Regions from separate parts of the Sus scrofa genome. Here region 1 is linked to region 2. A link is a contact called in public HiChIP or PLAC-seq data. All regions are on one chromosome and are shown on one strand. Each heading gives the region's core, a stretch centred on a gene start, on an enhancer-like site or on the middle of the called end of the contact. The rest is flanking DNA. Distances are from core to core; before and after follow the strand shown.

Region 1 (7,014 bases), core at 2,095-4,594, 360 kb after region 2:
TCGTCTCCCATCCCGAGATCCTTAATTGAAGTGCATGTGCAGAGTTCCCTTGGCCAGGTAAGGTCACATGCTCACCAACTCCATGAATACGTCCTGGCATCTCTGAGGGCAGTGTTGCTCCCACAGGGATGGTCATGTATGCTTTGAAGGTTGTTGGCAGGTTTCCTGATGCACGCGGTCTGTGCATTTGCCGGGGCACCTTTTCTCTGTCCCCTTTTACAAGTGGGAGGGTCCTACTGCGAGTCCGAACCCCATGGCCTGGTTCCATGTCCCCAAGGCCTGACATGGTGACCAGCTAATGCTGTTCCCTCCTGGGTTCAAGTCTCCTCCTCCTCTGCGACGTTCAGGACCCCATGTCCTCCTTCCAGCTTCAGCCTTGTGCCTTCTGTTTCTGGTCAAGAGAATTATCTTGCTTTTTTTTTTTTTTTTTGTCTTTTTGCCTTTTCTAGGGTTGCTCCCGCAGCATATGGAGGTTCCCAGATTAGGGGTCTAATTGGAGCTGCAGCTGCCGGCCTACACCAGAGCCAGAGCAACGCAGGATCCGAGCCGCATCTGCAACCTACACCACAGCTCACGGCAATGCCAGATCTTTAACCTGCTAAGCAAGGCCAGAGATTGAACCCACGACCTCATGGTTCCTAGTCGGGTTCATTAACCACTGAGCTACGACGGGAACTCCTGTTTATCTTGCTTTTTGTGCACCATTATATATACCGTAAGTTTCCCTCTTTTATAGTTTCTCCGCCATCGCTGTGATTTGGAACAGAGAGCACATGGGAACTTAGAGTCACCCTCCACCCAGACTGGAATTCTATTCCCTGAGGAGCTGTCTGTTACTATACCAGTGACTTGAAGTGTTTTAGGGGGGAGTTCCCTGGTGGTCTAGTGGTTAAGACGTGGTGCTTTCACTGCTGGAACCTATGTTCAATCCCTGGTCTGGGAACTCGGATCCCCCGTTAAGCTGCTGCATGCTGTGGCCAAAAACCAAACACATTTTTTGAAGAATTCTCAAAAACGACATATAGCTGCAAATGGATCTTATGTTGATACCAAAATGTTTTCAACCGAAGTCGTTGAAAAGGATGTAAATCCCAGCACTTCTAAATACTGAAATTTTAACAGAAAAAATGTTCATCTTAAAATACGTCCAAGCAGAATCTAAATTCCATGTTAATCTCTTGAAAACCTTCGCGTACACACTCTTCCTAAAGCCAATGAAGAGGCAGTCTCGGTGGAAAGGAAAGTTGCTTTAGTTGGGATTCCAGGAAGCCCAGTGGGGGGGGGAGGGCCAACTTATGTCCCCAGGCCCACTCCCCCCACGGGCAGTGGTTGGCAAAATCTTCTGTAGCTGGAAAGGGGCTATGTGCAGAAACAGCACAGTCCGTGCTGACAGTCGTGGTAAAATTGGTCATGCGGGGTCTGACCAGCGTCATCTTGATGCTTTTCAGCACAATTCATCCTCAGCTCAGGGGCAGGTTGTTCCCATTCCTCTGAGGCCAGTTCTCGGAATTGTGCCGGCTTGTGTCATGGCTGCTGTCTGGGCAACATGTTAGGTTCTGAGGTGGGGATTTTAGTGTCTGCAGGACAGCTCACAGAATGTGGCTCAGCGTATTATCTGTAGCCCTTGAGGAGGAACTAAAAGTCCTTGCTTTTGTTTAATGACTAAACTATTATCCTTTGGTCTCATTGGACTGTTTTCCTTTTTTCTGCATTTTCTCATGTCTCTGATTCAACTTTTCTCTTTTTTTCTTTTCTTCCTGTTTTATGGCCACATTTGCTACGTGCGGACATTCCTGGGCCAGTCACGGAATTGGAGCTGCTGCTGAGACCTACAGCAGCCACGGCAACCCTGGATCCTTAACCCACTGAGAGAGGCAAGGGATCGAACCTGCATCCTCATGGACACTATGTCAGGTTCTTAACCACTGAGCCACAAGGGGAGCTCCCTTCAGCTTAGAATATTCTAGACAAAAGGCGGGTCCTGTTCTGCTTCACTGTTTCCATCCTCCTCTCCCACCACCTTTTATCTTTTTACTGAGCACCTGACATATGTCCCTTCAAAGAACACAGCTATGTAAATTAAAATTTTATTGGGCTTCCGGAGGTTCTGTCGTGGCGCAGCAGAAATGAATCCGACTAGTAACCATGAGGTTGTGGGTTCAATCCCTGGCCTCGCTCAGTGGGTTAGGGATCCAGGGATCCAGTGTTGCCATGAGCTGGGGTGTGGGTTGCAGACATGGCTCGGATCTGGCGTTGCTGTGGCTGTGGTGCAGGCTGGCAGCTGTAGCTCCCATTGGACCCTGAGCCTGGAAACCTCCATATGCCTCGGGTGGTGCGGCCCTAAAAAGACAAAAAAATAAAAACAAATTTTATTGGACTTCCCTGGTGGCTCAGCAGGCTAAGGATCAGGCGTTGTCACTGCTGTGGCGTGGGTTTGATCCCTTGCCCAGAAAAGCCCACATGCCTCAAGTGCAGCCAAAAAAAAAAAGAGGAACATTAATCTGTCAAAAGCAAAATGAAACTTTTTTTCTTTTCGCAAAACGGTACTTTTGATTTCTTATTGAATTCATATAAAATATGTAACTGAGTTACAGACTGAGCTGCAGGAAAGTGAAAATACTGAGACTTCCTCATTGCTGAGAAAAGGCCTGATGGAAGGTTGGCTTTCCCAGCATGCTTTTTGCACATGTCAATAGTTCTAATTGTAAGGAAAAATGGTCCAAAATTTAGAAATGAGGCAGAGAGCATCCTGCTACATATCTTGCAGTGTTAATCTGGTGGTGTCATTTGGGGCTTTTAAAAAGCTGTAAGGGTGGGTGTTAAATTCTAGAAAACTGATTATGATGCAAGATTCTTGAGCTATAGCAAAGCAAATACATATTGTCTCATGGAGATGCAAATGAGCAGATTACAACCCAAGACTTAAGAGTTTTATTTTGTGTTCATTTTGCCGTCTTCTTCCTGTATTCTTTCTTTCAAGGAATATATATTTGCTTCTCTCTCTTATACCCTTTTTTGGACACAGCTTTTTTAGCCTGCTGTTTCCTTCATTGAGGAATTCAGGTTGGTGCCGTTTCATATTATATCCTTGTTATCGATTGGATTGGCTACATCGCTGCACGTAATAGCCTGCACCCACTGTAAGCACGGGATTCAGTGAGGTTTGATGAAGGTACACACCTGGGCCACCACTGCCACCGTCCAAGTATCCCCCCCGACCACCATCAACCCAGAGTCCCTCTGCCCCTTCCCAGCTGGGCCCATCTGGACCCAGGCGACACTTGAGCAGGCTGGCCTGTTCTAGCTTCTCACACACATGAAGTCATTTACTCTCCGGCGTCAGACTTTCTCTCACCAGCACAGCCAGGCGAGCCCCCGCCTCGTAGCTCGTGTCGCAGCTGCTTCCTGTTTATCTACGTGGAATTCCCATTTCCCCGCTGATGGGCGTGGGATCACTTCCCATTTGTGATGATTACGAATGAACTGCTGTGAACACTTGCGGAGTAGGTTTCTGTCCGTCTTCCCACGAGGGGAAGGGCTGGGTCCTATGGTTTGTGTGCACGTGTGGAGCGGAAACCTCCAGACCTCATGGCAAAGCGTTTATGCCATGACATTCCCTGGAGCAGTGTCGCCCTTGTCCCCCTGGCTTTTGTTGGTCCAGCATAGAGGGTTCCAGTCGGAGAGCCCAGTGTGGGGACAGGAGGACGCCCCCCGCCCCCCAGCCCATGTGCACACGTGGGTGCTGAGCCCAGGCTCACACTTACCTTCAGAGCCCACACCCCCTCTCCCTTCCGATGCCTGTCTCGTCAACTCGGTGCAAGTGCTGGTCTCCGGGGACCTCGCTCGGTGCCCCGGGTCAGCCGGAGTCCAGGCAGAAAGGCGGGCGGTCGGGGCTCACAGCTCACCTGCTGGTCTTCTGTCGGGGCGCAGGCCTGAGCTGGCTGCTGTGCAATGTCTGAGAGCCATTCTCTTTTTCCTCCCAGTTTTCTAGTTGTTTCCAGTGGGAGGGTCAGTCTGGCTGCTGTGAGTCGCCCTACATTTGTTTGCCGCCTTTTGAAAATTGGACTTTTACGTAATTTGGACGGAGGTGCACAGCCAAGGCGTGGGGCTTTGCCATGACATTTGTTGTGTGGGTGAAATAAGCTTTCCTTTGGGTTTTACCTGCACTTTCTCTCTTGGCTCTTAAGACTCTCCCTTAGGTGGGAAAGGAGAGTCTGTGCTTCACTGCACGTGGAGCCTAAGGTGGATCAATTTTAGGAAGGACCGCATGTGGACACTGGGATTTTCAGGGGGAAACTGAAGCCCTTAAAACAGACAGCACCTCTCGTTCTTAGAAAAGTGTCTGTCATATATATACATAGACACACACACATATATATTTTACTTTTTAGGGCCACACCTGTGGCATATGGAGGTTCTCAGGTTGGGGGTTCTAATCAGAGCTACATCTGCCAGCCTACACCACAGCCAGAGAGGTACAGGATCCAAGCTGTGTCTGTGACCTACACCACAACTCACAGCAATGCCGGATCCTTAACCCACTGAGCGAGGCCAGGGATCGAACTCGAAACTTCATGGTTCCTAGTTGGATTTGTTTCCACTGTGCCACAATGGGAACTCCATGTCTGTCATACTTTAAATGCTCCATAAATGGTAGCTATTATTAGTGCAACATAATAAAGGGAGCAAGGGCCACGTTCAAGCTGCCTCTTTGTAGCAAAGCTACTTGGCTGCGTGAGGCCCCTGGGATGTTTCTTTATCCCAGTCGAGTCAGGGGATCTGATCTAAGCCTGCTTTCCTGAGCTAGAGCCCGCAGCTCCTGGTCACTTCTCTTTGGACTCATAACAGCCTTCCACTGACGTCCGACCCCATCCTGGTTCCTGTGCTGGAGAGGAAGCTCATAGACCTGTGAGGGGGCCAGATGCCCGTTGGATAGGCTGGCAGCTGTAGCTCTGATTTGACTCCTAGCCCAGGAAACGCCGTCTGCCACGGGTGCGACCCTTAAAAAAAAAAGAAACAGTAGCAGTTCAGCCAGGCTGAACCTCGGCAAGAGGGTGGCATGGCAGGGAGTGGGGCTGGGAGCAATTTTTTTTTTTCTTTTCTGGGGCTGCACTCGTGGCATATGGAGGTTCCCAGGCTAGGGGTCGAATCAGAGCTGTAGCCACCGGTCTACCCCACAGCAACTAGGGATCTGAACCACGTCTGCGACCTACACCAGAGCTCACGTCAACGCTGGACCCTTAACCCACTGAGCGAGGCCAGGGATCGAACCCGTGTCCTCATGGATGCTAGTTGGGTTCATTAACCACTGAGTCATGATGGGAACTTCAGCAATTTTTTTTTTTTTTTAAGGGCCACACCCACAGCATATGGAGGTTCCAGGCTAGGGGTCAAAATCAGAGCTGTAACCTCTGGCCTACACCACAGCCACAGCAACGCCACATCCTAACCGCGTCTGTGACCCACAGACCACAGCTCACGGCAACGCTGGATCCTTAACCCACTGAGTGAGGCCAGGGATTGTACCTGCGTTCTCATGGATGCCAGTCGGATTCTTTTCCACAGAGCCATGACAGGAACGCCAAGGGAATAATTTTTTAAGACAACTTTATTGAGCTATAAGTCACACAGCACACAATTTACACATTTGAGGAGTACAACGCATTGGCTTTTAGTAAGTTCAGAGTTGCATGCAACCACAGGGAGCAATTTTTTTCTGTTTTTGTTTTTTTTAGGGCCACACCAGAGGCATATGGAAGTTCCCAGGCTAGGGGTCAAATCGGAGCTACAGCTGCCAGCCTACACCACAGCAACACGTGATCCGCGCCACGTCTGTGAATAGGGAGCAATTTTGGAAGCCAGTGTAAGGTCCTACTGAAGGCAACCTCCCCGGGGCTTTGGGGGGATTGTGTGGGTATAGAAAGTTTAGGGGAAGCTGGAACAGTGGTGGGTCCAGACAGAAAAGGCAACAGGTGGCAGACCTTGTGCTGAGCAAGCACAGCTCCATCAGGCATTCTGTGGGTTGCGTTTCTCCCACCTGCTAGCCCCCGGTAACCACCATTCTAGTTTGTTTCTTTGGGTGATCTGAATCCCCTCTCCCGGCTTCAGAGAAAGAAGGAAAGGAATGGCCAAAGTATGGATAATTCAGGTGGAAAAAAAACCTTCCACTTAATCAATGTTATTTAAATAATTTGATCTGTGTTGTTTGAACAATTCAGATAAATGCTGTGTTGAGTTGGTAGATAGCAGTGATTTAGTCTCGGTCATTAAAAAAAATTCAGCTTTAATGCTGTAGCATTTGACACACAAAAAGGCATAAAAATGACATAACTCGAAGTATGAAAACTTGGTATGTTATATATAACATATCCAATTGGGTTACTATTGTTTATATGTAATATATGATATATAATGTAATATGAAAAAAGTTGAATTCTAAAGAACTGTCACTGCCGATTCAGTTAAATTTCTCTTGCGAATTCCTTCCTGACTTCAGTCTAGTCTGAATTTGCCCAGGACTGACCAGGCTCACCTGAAAAAGTGACAAAATACCCAGTCTTGGAGGCAAGGTATCCGAGAGGCTGTTAGATTTTAATCGGACGCCGCCCCCCCAGTAGCTACTTAGCGTCTTCCGCCATCTGGTGGTCATACTTGGGATTGCAGCTACTCATTGGTTACCCTTCTCAGGATTTTTTTTCCTTTTTTTTTTTTTTTTTTTCTTCTGAAATGTAAAATCCAGTTTTCTTAGGTTGGATATACTATACCTCATCCTTGCAAGTTTTCTGGCTCTACAGGTGGTCACCATGCCTTTAAGAACTCTTAAAATATCGGCTGCTCACATTTATAATTTTTCAGACTTTGATACAGTTTCTTGGTGTGTGTGTGTGTTTGGGATACTTTTGTTAATTCTAAAATTTATTGCTAATATATAGCAGGCACTAAGATAGATGCCACCAGGAAAAAGAATAATTCCCATGGCAAATTAACCAAGTGCTTCTGATGATACTCCATAAA
Region 2 (6,651 bases), core at 2,226-4,725:
CCCGCCCCCCACCCACCCCCGTCCCCCGGACCACCGCTGTTTTTCTTCACGTCACTTTGGCCTGTTGGGGGATTTCGTGTCTGTGCAAGAGTCCAGTGTGTGTGACCGTGTAGGGCATTTTATGGGCTGTCGTTGAGGGCCCCGTGTGGTAGTGTGTGAATGTTCCTTGATGTCGCTGCTTAGTCTTTCACTGATGAGTCTGTCCTGTCTGTCCGTCCGTCCTCTCTTGATAAAACCCCTTCATTTTGAAAGGAAGTTTTGCTGCGGGTGGAGCTCCGGGAGGGCAGTGTCCACTTTGCTCATGCGAAACGTGCTGTCCGTCATCTTCCGGCTCCTCGTGCAGGTTTCGGAGACGTGTTTTCTGTGCCTCTTTCGTCTCTATTGCACTGCCTTGCAGGTGCAGCTCACTCAGCTTCCCACGCTGGACACTGCCTCTACTCCACTTCCCGGGGCGGCCGTGCTCCGCGTGGAGTCCCCGCCTTCTGTTCCGTGGTGCGGGGTTGCTTCCAGCCGGCCCCGGAGGGTGCAGGTGGAGCTCCCTGGAGTGTTTCCTCCTTGGGGGTCGCAGTCCTGCCCATTGTCTCAAGAGCTGACCAAAGGTGTTTCCTGGATTTGGTCCGTTTTCTGTTTGTTTCCCACAGAGGCATTCTCCGTCGTGGTTAATACCCTTCCTGGCTGGAGTGGGCATCCTGAGGTCAGTGCTTTTTAATGGCAGACAGTTCACGTGTTAAACTTTCTGGAAAACAATATGGTGAAATTGTATTTGTTTTAGCTTCGCCACTGCTTTTACTGTCTACGAAATCTCAGGTAATTTCCATTTTAACAGAGGGAAGGAAGTCTATGTTTTGGCAAAACTTTGATTTTCGTTACTTTGTTATTAAATTGGTATCTGATATTTGGTTTATTCTGCATTGTATTTAATGCAGCATAGCGTTTCTTGCCTGGTTTATGAAATGCTGTGTTTTTTGTCATGAATGTAACCGTTAAGCCCAGCTCCTTCAAGCAAGTCAGCTTCTCCCAGTCCCTTATCCACCTGTCGGAGTACGTGGGTCTGTGTGAACAGTGGGTGTGGCTGGGCCCCGCGAGTGAGCGTGGAGGCCGGGGAAACGTGGCAGGGTTTGCACGTCTTTGGCCAGCACAGTGCTGAGCGTCTGCTGTGACCCGGCCCTGTGCGCTGTACTCTTGGAGGTCATTTTCCCCCTCTGATCTTTCGGATGATTTGTTGGAGATTTGCATTATTTTTGGCTCTTCTTCTAGTTTTTGATGTAAATTTTAGTAACCCAATTTCTCCCTTTTTTAAAAAAAACTTTGTTAATTTGTGAAGTTGAAATTATTATCAATAGAACTGTTAGTATAGTGCATTAATCACAGTAATTCTTCATTATGTAAACCTCTATGAAATGTCATGTCATAAAATCAATAACTGTGTACAAGTGACAGCTGCTTTGAAATACAGAAGCCAGGGAGAATAACGACTTGGGGTTGTGTATATGACATTTACTCAGAACCTCTGTCACATAGGTTAGGACAAACTCTGGAATGAGGGGTGAAGGTGGCTTTTAGGCACCACAGCCAGGCTGCTTTAACTGGGACCTAACTGGGACAGATGTGGGCCTCCTCAAATGATAGGCCTGTTCTGGACCTGCGCTGTCGATGAAGGCTACCTGTTGAGTTTACGTGGAAACGTCCGCCTTAGATGTACCCTCTTTTGATGGACTAGGGCAGATGAGGCTTGGTCAGTCTCGGAGCTGAATTTTCACCGGGCAGTACATACGTCAGCAGTGGTGTGTTGGAGAAAGATGTGATCACTTGTGTGCTTAATTTTGTCATAATCTATTATAAATTTCTTTTTCTTTTCTTTTCTTTTTTTTGTCTTTTTGCCATTTCTTGGGCCGCTCTCGCGGCACATGGAGGCTCCCAGGCTAGGGGTCGAATCAGAGCTGTAGCCGCCGGCCTACGCCAGAGCCACAGCAACGCGGGATCCAAGCCGCGTCTGCGACCTACACCACAGCTCACGACAATGCCGGATCCTTCACCCACTGAGCAAGGCCAGGGACCAAACCCGCAACCTCATGGTTTCTCGTTGGATTCGTTAACCACTGTGCCACGACGGGAACTCCTATTATAAATTTCTTGAATAAAACTTTTGAATTAGTGAATATATAAAAGATATTTTACTTAGGAAAAATGCATTCTCTTGAGTCTGACTTTTCATCTTTAGAGTTAAATCTTTAGATGTAAATGTCAGCATAGACTTGTGTTTATTAGGCACTGAAGGTAGTTTTCTATTGCGCATACGTCTGGAAGATTGCCGAAAATATATCCTCCTTTCCCGTTGCTCCCAAAGCCCGCCTTTTCCCCTCTCCTTACTTTTACTCAGGCGAGAAGACTTGAAAGGGGAAAGGGCAGGGGTAGCTTTTTATGCAGAATGTTCTGCCTTTGAAGATGGGGTCCGTTCCTACATGGATTTTATCTGGAAGAGGCGGATAAAAGCATGGCCAGCGTCTGCATGGCATTTGCCCAGGAACCATGAAGGCCGTTTTTATTTAGGACGCATCGTGGCTGCTGTCGGGAATTCACCCAGACGGCGAGTGCAGGGTCCGGCTGAGCTGCAGCCAGCACGCCTCGTGACATGCTTGCTTTCTGCGGTGTCCGACTCCGTGTGAGGGAGACAGAAGGTGGCTCTCACTGTAGGTTGTGGTGGACGTGCCCAAGGAGGAGAGCGTATCTTGTCTTAGGTGGCCGTCGGAGTGCAGTGGGGACAGCTGAGTTTGAGAACATTATTAAGGAGATTGGCGAGGAGGGGCCAAGAAGGCGGAATGAGGGACTCAGGCTTGCCTCCTGTCACGAAAACACCCAAGTCACAACCAACTGCTGAACCACCATTGACAGAAAAGACTGGAAACTGCCCCAAAGGAATTCTCTACCCTAACGACAGAGAAGGAGCTGCAAGGAGATGGTAGGAGGGGCACTTTACCGACATAATCAAACTCCTGTCCTCCGGGTGGGCGACCTACAGACTGGAAAACAACTGTATCGCAGAGGGTCCCCCTCGGGGGCGAGCATTCCGAACCCCAGGTCAGGGTCCCAGCCTGGGGGTCCCGCACTCGGAGGAGGAGCCCCCAGAGCATCTGGCGCCGCAGGCCAGTGGAGCCTGCGTGCGGAGCTCCTCAGGACAGGGACCAGCCTGGCGTCTGGGTCAGACCTACCTGCCGTCTTAGAGGGTCTCCTGGGAGAGCAGGGGCGGCTGTCCCTCGCGGTGGGGCAGGAGATGAGAGACAGAGGCCCTGGGGATAATCAAGGCAGGAGCTCCCTGGAGGTTGTCAAATTGGAAATGAGACCTGGCCCCACCCAAGAGCCTGCAGACTCCAGTGCTGGACCACCTCAGGCCGAACAGCCGACGGGGTGGAAACACAGCCCCACTCATTGCCGACAGGCTGCCTAAACCCTGCTGCCTCTAAACACAGCCCTTGACAGGGCCCTCTCCCCCAGCCAAGCCCCGCCCTCCAGTGCGTGCACATGGCCCTCCATCTGGAAGCCGGCACAAGCCCTTCGTGCCCTGGGACCAGCCTCACCCACCAGGAGGCCGATCACCAGAAGCCAGAGGGGCTACAGCCCTGCAGCTGTTGAACAGAGACCGCAGAGAAAGCCAGACAAAAAGAGACGGCAGAGAAGCGTGTTCCAGAGAAGGAACAGGACAGGAGTGAGATTGCAGTGAGTATGTTTAGTCAACTGCTGTATGGAAAACTCATACTGTAGTGAGTATGGGTTGTACCTTTGAGGTCGTGCGGAAACAGCTGTGAATGTACTTCATATATTTTGGGACCTGGGGTATGCGGTTACATTTTACATGAAACCCTGCAGGTGGAAATGCGGTTATTTTTGTGTTCTCTTTTATTCTTGTTGGGTTAATTCACATTTCTATTGTTTACTTAAATGTAGTATTTGATTTCTATAAAAAGCTTGGGAAATATACATCAGGAAATTCCTGTGCTCAGAGGTTGTTCTTAGGTGGTAATTCAAGGGTGCCAATGAAGGAATATGCTTTAAGCCACTTTTAATTATATCCAGACTTTATATGTATTTATAGAAAACATTAAAAGGGCACTCATAATTTAAATGCACTTTATATGTACATATTCATTTTGTAACTTTATTTTCAGCAAAATCAGGTTTGGAGATGCTTAAATCCATAGCTGAAATAAATGACAGTTTCTCCAAGAAATAAGTATAGAAGTGTGCCATAATGATTATAAAAAGAAGACTCAAGGACTTTAAAGTATTTTCGCAGTTTCTTGGACTTTCTTCTTCATTGCAGAATAGAAGTCAAGTGGATTTTTAAAAAATGTGCAAATCAGCTCCTGTATTATAGGAGGTCCATGTTGCTATACTTTATAATTAGGTCTTGTTTTGTTTTTCCTATGGTCAGATTTAAGGTGTTTTCACTTATTGCTGTTAGTTACCTTTTCATCTGTTTTCAGTGTTTAAGTTTTCTGTTTTCGAATGGACAACCTTATTATCTGTAGGTGCATGGAGAGGTCATATCCCGAAAGAGCAGTAGTCAGTTCCCGTCGTGGCGCAGTGGTTAACGAATCCGACTGGGAACCATGAGGTTGCGGGTTCGATCCCTGCCCTTGCTCAGTGGGTTGACGATCCGGCGTTGCCGTGACCTGTGGTGTAGGTCGAAGACGCAGCTCGTATCCCGTGTTGCTGTGACTGTGGTGGAGGCTGGTGGCTACAGGTCTGATTAGACCCCTAGCCTGGGAACCTCCATGTGCCGAGGGAGTGGCCCAGAAAAGGCAAAAAGACCAAAAAAAAAAAAAAAGAGAGAGAGAAAAGAAAAGAGCAGTAGTCAATATAATGGTTTTATTTAATTAACTGAAAGCAGTTTTTTTTCCCTAAAAGATTATCTTTTTAAGAAGTTAAAGAAAAGTTCTTTAGAATATCTTGTATCTTATCAGATTAAAGAGCTGCAGGTAAAAGTAATTTTTTAGATTTATAATTTTCGTGGGACATAAGTTGAAAATTTTATATCCTGTTTCACATATACACACACACTTATGACTGTTTTTAAAATGCAGTACCAAAGGGCTAAGGACTGTGGGAATATTGTGTTTTGAGATGCTTCTTTTCCTTTACTTGTGGAGGTGTACAAAAGCCCAGGTTTGCAAATTAGCTTCAGGCCGTCCTTGAAGTGAATTGATCTTTTTTTTTAGGTTGGCTACAGGTCCCCTGGAATGTGAGAGCTGGAGGCGGGAAGATCCCTTTGCCTCTGTCTTTGGTGGGGTCTCTGTAATACCGGGGGCGCTTCCTCCCCAGTCTGTCCCGTTACGCATTGTGGCCTCGGGTCTGCTGAGTGCATCGCACCACTCTGATTTTTATCTGTAGACAGCTCTCCTCTCGACCTCGTTTCCTGCCAGTAGTTCTACCACAAGAATCAGCAAACCCCACAGATGGAGGCTTTTCTTCCTCTCTCCCAAAGACATAGTTGTTAAATATTTGTGGGTACATCCTGCTTGCATATATCCCTATCCTTGTGCACCTGTGACACATGGAGATTCCCAGGCAAGGGGTCCAGTGGGAGCTACAGCTGCCGGCCTGCGCCACAGCCGCAGCAACGCCAGATCCGAGCCATGTCTGCGACCTACACGGCAGTTCATGGCAATGCGGATCCTTAACCCACTGAGCAAGGCCAGGGATCGAACCTGCAACCTCATTTCTGCTGTGCCATGACAGGAACTCCAAATTCTTTTATTTTTTTATTTATCCATTTTTTATTTACTTATTTATTTTTAGGGCTGCACCTGCAGCAGATGGAGGTTCCCAGGCTAGGGTAGCCAGGGATCAAACCCTTGTCTTCATTGGAGTTCCCGTCGTGGCGCAGTGGAAACAAATCTGACTAGGAACCATGAGCCATTCCTGGCCTCGCTCAGTGCTCAGTGGGTTAAGGATCCAGTGTTGCGGCGAGCTGTGGTGTAGGTCACAGAGGCGGCTGGGATCCCGAGTTGCTGTGGCTGTGGTGTAGGCTGGCAGCTATAGCTCCGATTTGACCCCTAGCCTGGGAACCTCCATATGCCACGGGAGCAGCCCTAAACAAAACAAAACAAAACAGCCCCCCCAAAACAAAAGAAACAAACCCATGTCCTTATGGATACTAGTTGGGTTCACTGCTGCTGAGCCACAATGGGAACTCCAAATAACTGAAATTAATTCCAGTAATAAATATCATAATTCTTTGATCTGATCTGGTTTAAAATGATGAGAAATTAAAGATAAATTCCCAATTCCTCCCACCCCAAACCTTGTACCATCAGTCGTCCCTCTCCATTCCTCCGTGGCCCCAGTCCTAGGCAGCCACCAGTCTTTGTGGCTTCCTACAGATTCGCCTGTCCTGGACCTCCGTGCAGAAAGCGTCGTGCGGTAGCTGGTCTTTAGGTGGGGCTTCCTTGGCTTAGCTTCATCCGTGTTGCGGTCTGTGTTGGTCCCACTCCGGTTATTGCTGAGTAATGTTCGGGAGGAAATCCACGGCCTCGGCTCTCATGTTTGCAGCCTGCCAAAACCGTTCCTGTTTTTCCGTCCTCTGGCCGCAGTTTCCTATGCATGCGGAGCCCGGATTCTCAGCCTCCTCCTTGTTCGCAGGATGGGCAAATA

The links. HiChIP or PLAC-seq counts read pairs in DNA pulled down with a chosen protein or histone mark.
Region 1: a contact with region 2 is called in an H3K27ac HiChIP or PLAC-seq map of skeletal muscle, with 2.5 times the contacts expected there. The contact joins two enhancer-like sites. A contact is called at or near these places in 2 of 47 Hi-C or Micro-C datasets (heart right ventricle and skeletal muscle) and 2 of 2 datasets of contacts at active chromatin or transcription factors (alveolar macrophages and skeletal muscle).

What each region holds. Positions count from the first base shown.
Region 1 is chr4:3,052,772-3,059,785 of Sscrofa11.1, forward strand. No RefSeq gene overlaps it. Among named protein-coding and RNA genes, the nearest start is that of TRAPPC9, 9.0 kb to the right of the region's middle. Within about 2 kb of position 3,345, at least 13 of the 83 cell types and tissues checked have an H3K27ac peak or open chromatin away from gene starts, as enhancers often do. A contact at or near this core is called in skeletal muscle, where this site is marked.
Region 2 is chr4:2,695,781-2,702,431 of Sscrofa11.1, forward strand. All of the region lies in intron 2 of PTK2 (focal adhesion kinase 1), which reads left to right. Among named protein-coding and RNA genes, the nearest start is that of PTK2, 42 kb to the left of the region's middle. Within about 2 kb of position 3,476, at least 4 of the 83 cell types and tissues checked have an H3K27ac peak or open chromatin away from gene starts, as enhancers often do. A contact at or near this core is called in skeletal muscle, where this site is marked.